Regions from separate parts of the Gasterosteus aculeatus genome. Here all the other regions are linked to region 2. Evidence: chromatin contacts called from public Hi-C data. All regions are on one chromosome and are shown on one strand. Each heading gives the region's core, a stretch centred on a gene start, on an enhancer-like site or on the middle of the called end of the contact. The rest is flanking DNA. Distances are from core to core; before and after follow the strand shown.

What was found. A called contact is a pair of places that touch in the nucleus more often than the background predicts.
Region 1: a Hi-C map of skeletal muscle shows a contact between it and region 2, with 5 times the contacts expected there. The contact joins two enhancer-like sites. A contact is called at or near these places in 2 of 6 Hi-C or Micro-C datasets (skeletal muscle and whole body).
Region 3: a Hi-C map of skeletal muscle shows a contact between it and region 2, with 9 times the contacts expected there. The contact joins two enhancer-like sites. A contact is called at or near these places in 4 of 6 Hi-C or Micro-C datasets (liver, skeletal muscle, tail fin and 1 more).

What each region holds. Positions count from the first base shown.
Region 1 is chr7:6,811,914-6,814,652 of fGasAcu3.hap1.1, reverse strand. All of the region lies in intron 6 of ptprda (protein tyrosine phosphatase receptor type Da), which reads right to left. Among protein-coding and RNA genes, the nearest start is that of ptprda, 110 kb to the right of the region's middle. Within about 2 kb of position 1,407, at least 2 of the 9 cell types and tissues checked have open chromatin away from gene starts, as enhancers often do.
Region 2 is chr7:7,062,422-7,065,121 of fGasAcu3.hap1.1, reverse strand. No RefSeq gene overlaps it. Among protein-coding and RNA genes, the nearest start is that of LOC144410314, 42 kb to the left of the region's middle. Within about 2 kb of position 1,336, at least 1 of the 9 cell types and tissues checked has open chromatin away from gene starts, as enhancers often do.
Region 3 is chr7:6,865,960-6,868,659 of fGasAcu3.hap1.1, reverse strand. All of the region lies in intron 9 of ptprda (protein tyrosine phosphatase receptor type Da), which reads right to left. Among protein-coding and RNA genes, the nearest start is that of ptprda, 170 kb to the right of the region's middle. Within about 2 kb of position 1,354, at least 1 of the 9 cell types and tissues checked has open chromatin away from gene starts, as enhancers often do.

The DNA.
Region 1 (2,739 bases), core at 158-2,657, 250 kb after region 2:
ACGATATGGAAATATGGCGTCTTAACAAATGTTTTTGGACTTTGATCGTACTTTTTTCACCTTGAGGCAGCAGCTGGTCCTTCCCGTAACCTCCTCACTCATTTCATGATAAAATATCATCCCATATTCATCCACATACTTCGCCTGCTAAGGGATAGGCCACATAAATCCATTTTCATATATACACACACAATAAGTGTTCTATGCGGCTTCCAAAGCGCCTGCTGATAGCTGCCATTTCTTATCGCTCCAGTTGAATATAGCGCCGTCATGAAGGCACTTTCACTCGCTGTCTAAATGGAAGAAAGTGAGAGGGAGGAAATGCATTTTTGTTCAAATGACTTAAGCTTCCTACAAAGCTGCATGGATATGAAACTCCAGTGAAAATAAGGGACATCTTGATGACACAGAATCACCTATGAGCCTGTGGATTTTTCTCATTATGCCGTGTGCAGACACTGTGATTCCCTGGCTCATATATGGTGTTTTATTGTGTACTTACTATGAACTCGTGCGGGTAAATATAAGCAGGAAGCTTTGTTTCAGGAAAGGTGCTGATATCCGTCGAGCAACATCCCGATTCTTCCTCAGTAATGGGGCACGTGAACAGACTGCCCCTCCCAGTTCAAAGGGGGTCTGTGCTAATCAGCCGTGTATATCTTTCCTCCTGTTGAGATGCGGCCTCGGCCCAACGTTTGCGAGGCTCGTGTAGTTAATGAACAAGGCTGAAATGGCCTCATAACCGTGAGGGGGGGGGGGGAATCAATGAAAACACTGAGCACGGGTCCTCCATCCCTTTTGCCCATGAGAGAGGATCAGGTATTTCTCCAAATGGCATCAAGCGGAGGCCGATGTGGTGTCGCGAGAGCCTCTGATGGGCAACAGCACAGCAGGAGGAAGAGGAGAGGAAGTGGGATTCATGACTACGGAGCCAAGAGACACTTTCTCTTTCACTCTCCTGCTCTCCACTGATCCCAGTGCCAGAGACATGGGCCGCTGCACAGACAGATGGCGCTAAGGTGTGTGTGTGTGTGTGTGTGTGTGTGTGTGTGTGTGTGTGTGTGTGTGTGTGCGTGCACACAAGTGGTGGGTGGTGACGCCATTTGGCTTTGTGCAAGAGTGAGCGATGGAGTGAGAGCGACATAAGGGGAGAAAATGAAGGAGGCAAAAGCACCGCAGAGGTGTGTGTGTGTGTGTGTGTGTGTGTGTGTGTGTGTGTGTGTGTGTGTGAATGTGAGCGGTGACAATCTCGTTGTGGCATTAATCCACGTGCTCTTTCTTTTTTTATTCCACACCCAAATGGCTCGGGTACTTCATTACGGCGGCAACGAACGTGCCTTTGTGCTGCCGCTGCTCTCGGCCGTCATACTGCGCAGGGTGGACATTATGAATAAGGGACCTCTCTGGAAAACTTGAGGCACACCCACTGAAAGCTGTGGCTGTGAGATGGAGGATTATGTATTGACGTAGTGCCCTCTACTGGTTTTTACTATAATTGCAATACATCCGATTTTACTATTATGAGTCTCTGCAGTGTCCACATACGTGCATTTCTCTTCAATGCCCGAGATTTATTATTATTATGCCGGCTTTATGGGGACAAGTTTATAGACAGAAAGCTAATTTTGTTTCACATTTCTGGTTTTTGTTCTGATGGAGATTTTCAAAAATGTGTGTTTGTTATTAGGCATATTCCAAAATGGTACCTTCAAATAAGCATTGTTTAAGACGAATATCTAGTATTCTAAAGTGATGTACTCTTTCAAATAAGCTAAAAGTGTGACAACTATATTTGTTCTAAAAAAAAGTAAATTCCGTAAATGTTGTGAAAATAAGCCAGAAATAAAGGCATATTTTAATTTAATGTTGTATTCAAACCTACAACGCCATATAAAAATCCCTGTAATGACGGGAGGTGAAACGCACTGCCCAAGATGGAGTTCCCTGGAGGGCAAATGGTGATACACAGCGCCATCTTGTGGTTGTAAGACACAGGATGAAGGTCGACTTAATACCCCCATTTGACTAAACAAATAGCCAAATGCATGAATCTGATGAGTATTTGGAGCCCGGATATGAATCAACAGTTCAAACAGCTTATAACAACACTTTTACTCCTGTTGGGGATTGTAATCATATGCAGGTGTTTCACTTGAGTGCATCATAACACTCGCTTTTGCCTTGTGGGCATTTATAATATATATTTGCTACACCGTGAGGAACAATGTAATTAATCACATCCATAAGCTATTGTCAGTGCTATTTGTGTGCACATATTCTGGGATTTGCGTGCTTGACGGTGAGATGTCGTAATGCATTTAGAAAATGCACCACAACCATTAACTACCAGGAGACTAATGAGCAGCCAGTGTGCGGTTAACTGCCGTGAAATCTCCACCGCACTTAAACACATCATCCATAGTTCCTTGAATTAAGTCCATGCATGTCATTAAAGACACACGGTGGCTCGGCCCTGCGGAAAAATCCTTCCTGTTTGCAGAGGAAAAACACTTTGCTATGCTTGCGTCCCAATAATCTCAATAGCACTGTAATGTTAGTTACCACAAATTATAGATTTATGGATTTTAGGAAGTTATTTGTAGGTCATCATTAGTTGTCACTCTTCATTTAAATATGGCGTTTTTTGTATTTTCCTGATCATCTATGGCCATTACTTCAAACTCAAATCCTGTCTGTTTGTGGCTTAGTAAAGATTCACTCTTTGAAAGCGCCGGCTGC
Region 2 (2,700 bases), core at 87-2,586:
AGGTGGGCTCAATAAAAGCATATTATTGACCACAAAAAAAAACAATCAAATTAAAGAAAATGACACCTTTTCAGAAAGCCAGTGAGGGGTCTGTCAGCCTGATGGAATCCTCATTTCTCTGCACCATTTGGCAGCAAGTTGCACCTCTCTCTCCCTCGTTCTGCCTTAATGGCCATGCTGACAGTGACATGATATTCCACATAAAAGGAGCCAAGAGGAGCGAGACGGGGTGCAAAACCTCCATTAACGTGTTTAGAAGTTGTGTAGCTTTAAGGCCTTGTCGGGGTTGGCCATTAGGGCCATGCCTCTTTGGCACTTCTTAACTTTGTGCTAATGTAGTTAAGACGATTTTGTTTAGTTTAAGTGCTCCGTGCATGTTGCCATGAAGCGTTTTACAAGAACAAGTTTTGTGAAGAAATGTGTTGCGTCCAGATTTAGAAGATGAAAATTGTTGTTATGATTATGAATATTAAATATGTGGGCATATTTTCCCTCATGACACCCGATGACTTGATTTTATTCATATCAACTGTGAGCATGATTGGGGAAAAAATATATATTCATGCCCACAGAGAAATATCTCTTTTTTTTTTTTTAAAGTTCACCATGGCAAAACTCCCCCCACTCATGTTCTTAAGTCATTTTCCTCTTGGGGCTTCCATATCCAAATGCAGGGTAGGAGTGTATATGTTATGCTCATACAGCACGACACTTGTTTGCATAAAAACGTGCCAGCTTCCGAGTGTACTAGACGCACTCCAAACACCCCGGCTCCTCCCCTCGGCCTTCTTCCGTCGGCACGACTTCTGCAGGCTAATTATAACCGTCAATCACTGTTGTCTCCCCACAGTTTTTTTTTATACCCGGCGGCCCCTTTGTGCCCTTGCCCGATGCCGCCCACGCTGCTCACAGCCAGATTAGCTACAGCCAGGCGCAACGAGTTGAGCTGCATATGAGGCACGGAATGAAAAGAGACTGGAGTCGAGGGCTATTGATGGGTCTGACTGTTGGCTTTGATGGAGACGGCTGTAGCTCCAGTTCGGAGTGCTGACAATGTACCGTTGAGCTTGACTGAATTCAAATTGAAAGGTTTTAAACTATAAACATAAAGTATTTTTTGCAGTTATGCTTTATATGAAAACCTTTTTCCCTTGTTATGCTGCCACAGATGAATATTTGTTATCTGAATGTCGTATCAAATTAGGAAAAGGCATTAATCAACATTAATGAAACACTCCGATAACAGAAGTAGCTTATCATGGGCTTATGCAGGTAAGACTTGAAATGGCATCTCCTCCCTCACTCTATTCTTCTGGATATTATCACATTTTCTAAACCTAGGGGGCAGTGTTGTCTTACTTTGTTTCAAGCCACATCTACTGTTGCAGTAGTATACAAGATGGGACTAGATTTCCTGCCTTAAGTTCTTATCTCGGTTGACCCTCGATGTAAGGGCTTTTACTGTTTTCAGTAAAAAATAAATAAGACATTTGAAAAACAGTGGAAAACATTTGTAGACCTCAAAAAAAAAGTTTTTGAAAAGTCTAAAAACACAATTGCGTTTGTGTATATGTCATTTGAGCATTAAATCACTTCTGTCCCTCTAAAGGAGAGCGGATGAAGGGGCCAGAACCGTCCCCGAACCATCCCCATCTTCAATCAGAGCACCAGCCATTATGACTGCTGGAACCGAAATGATCTGAAAAAGGCAGCAGCTTGTTATCTTCACCAGGCAGTGGCTCCACTGTGGATACCATTACATGATAAACACCTTTCCCCATCAGAGCTGAGTGCACTGCAATACTAATCCAAGAAAGTTGAATTTAGAAATGGCAACGGTAAACTTCATGTTTTTGTGATCATAGAATACACAGATCTAATACCAAACTAACTATATGTCACACTTCTTTTCCTGCCTCTACCACAGTCCATTAAGTTGCTCTTCCAAGCCTGACACCAGTCAATCATTTCACTGATGTATCTAGTAATTGAATCCACCAATCTGGTCGGCCAACGTATAAAATCCCCCCGGATTATTGGCGTGGAATATACACCAGACCACTTTCAAATATGGCTTTTACATGAACATGCATACATCATCAATCCCTGAGGGAAGCCAGCTTTTAAGTGTGATTGGTTCTTCAACTTTGCCCTCTAAGAGACCACTTTACTACTCCGACTGGCTCACTTCCAGCAGGCTTGAGACCTTATGTGAATGAACCGAGGCAAATGTCAGTGATGTGTTTCATGGGCAAACAACTTTCACCACCAGCAATTCTGCTTGGCTCTATTCGTACCTGCTGTGATATTAACTATGCATTCAATTTCTATCGGACAAGAAAATGATCCCCGCTGTCCATGTTGGGTCTGAAAACAAATGTACAAAGGTGTTCAAATAAGCAAGCTATCCATTTGGAAGGAGTATTTCCCTATTTCAAAGGTATAATAGTCTTTGTCAAGTTGATGAACACAAAACGCCAGTCAACTCTGAATAGCATCTAATGCAGAGTGTTGATTTTTGTGTGTTATCAAATTGTATGGAAATTGGGATTCACGAGTACCCTCTGCTCAACCTGCCACCGGAGCATCAAGCTTTTTAATCCTGCCTGCTTCGCCGGCTGCCGTATGAGTCACACCCCTTTCTCTTTTTTGTTGGAGGGCTGAAAAGCCTTTTTACGTGTAGATGATGTCACCACTGCA
Region 3 (2,700 bases), core at 105-2,604, 200 kb after region 2:
TTCGCCGCCTTGTCTTTGCTCCCTATTGTGCTGTTGCAGCCTCATGCCGCCTTCCTCTCACGCTCTCTGCTTTCCTCAGTTTATCTCCCTTTACCATTGTTTTTACCATTTACGTGTTACAACGGTAAATTCTCTTGACCCTTGACCTTTTTGTCACTTGGACTTCTGTCTTTGCACTACTTAACCAGCCTTTATTATTTTTCCTTTCCTCTCCTTTAAGCTGTCCACCATTCATTTTTCTTGTGCCCCTCTGCCAGAATGTGTGCTTCATTACAGCCGGTCTGGCACTCCGTCCTCTCCTCCTCACTCTCTCTGCCATTTTTGTGGCCTTTCGCTCTGTGCACATCTAATGGCTGGGGTGTAATCCACTGGCTAATCTGCTGACAGCCTGTGTGACAAGGCATTAGCTTTGTGTCACTGCCTACCATGCTGCTTCTCAGCGTGTGTGCGTTAGAGCGCAAGAGAGTTACAAAAAGAGAGTAGAAGGAGAGCCCGCCACTGCTCGTGTGCACATGCAAATGCAATATGTTTGTAAAACTTTGTGTATGTGGTGTGAGTAATGGCTGATGTGTTTGTTGCTCCATGTCAACTGGATGCCCAAGCGTATAATTGCCACTGTAGCTCCTCGATTTTGCATGGCCTCTCACCTTTCCACTATTTATGTCTAATGCTGGATTTTTTTTTCTTTCTCTTTGGGGAATAGCAATTTTAATAAGACACAAGGTCAGAGTGCTAGTGGATACTGCAAGAGGCAGACAGGGGAAGACAGACCGATGCTGCCTTGTCAGGTTGCCCCTCTGCTCCGTCAGGCATCCAGGCATGTCAAATGGGGATCCGTGGGCACCCAAAGCCTGGATTTTCTACAATTTCACCTGGAAAAGTTGAGACATAATAAATCGTATTAACTCTTAACAATATTTATTATTACCGTGCTTTGATTAATTGTTTAGTTGATTTGAATATATTCATTTGATAAGAGTGAAAACCAGAACATTTTTGAAGCGCTATCCAACAAATGTTTAGCATTTGTGCTTATGACTTCATATGAATTATTAAAATAGTTTCTGATTAATAAATATATTCTTCCTTATCTCAACTGCCTGCTCCACTTCACCGGCAAAACCCTGCTCGCACTCGGCCACGTTTCTCTGTAATTTCTTTTTAAGCTTCGCTCCTTTTCTTTAGCGGTCCCCTCCCCTGTCTCCACCTGAGTGATCCTGTTATCACAGCTGACCTGTCGCTAGATCTGTCAACAGCCAAAGAGATTACACCGGAGGCCGAGGAACACATTGGGCTCCCCGTTCGAAGGGGGTGGGGCGGATGGCCTGATCCCCTGATACTGATAAACTGGCCGAGGCTTTGGGGATTCATGAAGGTCCCGTCGGGAACAGGGAAGGGGAAGGCGCGCGTGTATGTGTGTGTGTGTGTGTGTGTGTGTGTGTTTGTGTGTTGGGGAGGGGGGGGGTGTTATAGTCCACCTCAAGTCTACTTCTAATCACTGGGCTTTTCAGAGGGGATAAAGGAAAGGAGAATGGGAGCTTGGTTTGGAATGGAATTAGGCCGTGATGGAGCTGGGGATAAGGTTGTTTGGGCTTTGATTTGATCAAACGGTTTGCTTGAAAGCTTTAGAGTAGCTTGTCCCATCAAATCTGTACTGCCTATGAAACACGCTATACAGTTTGGCTTAAATGAATTGATAATAGCAAAAATACGTGCTTTTGTATTGGCTTTCTACAACCCACTGGGAAAGCAACAGCTATAGAAAAAGATGGTTTAATTCTAGTGAACAGAAGTCATGTGTAGTGCATATGTCACCTTGTGTTTCATAGCTGCTCGTGATTTATTTTATATGAGAGGTTTTGGCAGTCGTTCTGACTGGATTTTCTTTTCTCCAGCTAATGAATCATAATCCCTGTGGTAACTGGGATTAATTTCATTCACACTAATTTCTAGGTATCCCCCGATCCATCCTCCAACTCCACTTTTTTTAAATTTATTTTTTTATACACTTGCCACACGGCGGATAGTTCTGCCATTAAAGTGAGAACAGAGCACAATTATCATTGATTCATGCGCCACAAAAGCAAAGCGGAGACAGACTCTTATGAAACGTGGCTTGCCAAAGTACTGTCAGAGACGGAGTTTGATGGCTCACTCGTCCGTGGCCTCCACATCATGTTGTCTTCTCCAGCTGTTGTTTGACAGAAAGGGATTCTTCCTGCAGTGTGCAGAGACACAGCTATCAACTTAAGAGGCCTGACAGCAGCTCACCGTGGGGCCGTTTTCCTTCTGCATTATAATAAGTATCACTGGCGGAGCGTCTACAAATGGTGCAACACGACACCACAACAAGAAATTCTAAAAGAAAAAGCAGAGCGGGACGCCTGTTGGTCTCTTTCTCCATAAAGTAATGCAATATTTCAAAATTTCAAAAAGTACTTGCTGGTGCTGTTAAATCTATTTATAAAATAAAAAATAAGATTTTATTCTGTTTTTGATCAGGCTTTTATTTCATAATGTGGTGATTGCAATGAAACCAGGACCCACGGAAGTGCAGCAACCAATATAGTCTTGAGCAGCAGTGAAATAAACAGCCTTTTATTGATCTGCCCTAATTACAGGAGTCAATAAAATTTATGTTTTCCCGGCTTGCCAGAAGCCGCTGATATGGCATGCTGAGTTGAGCAATCATTTCTAATG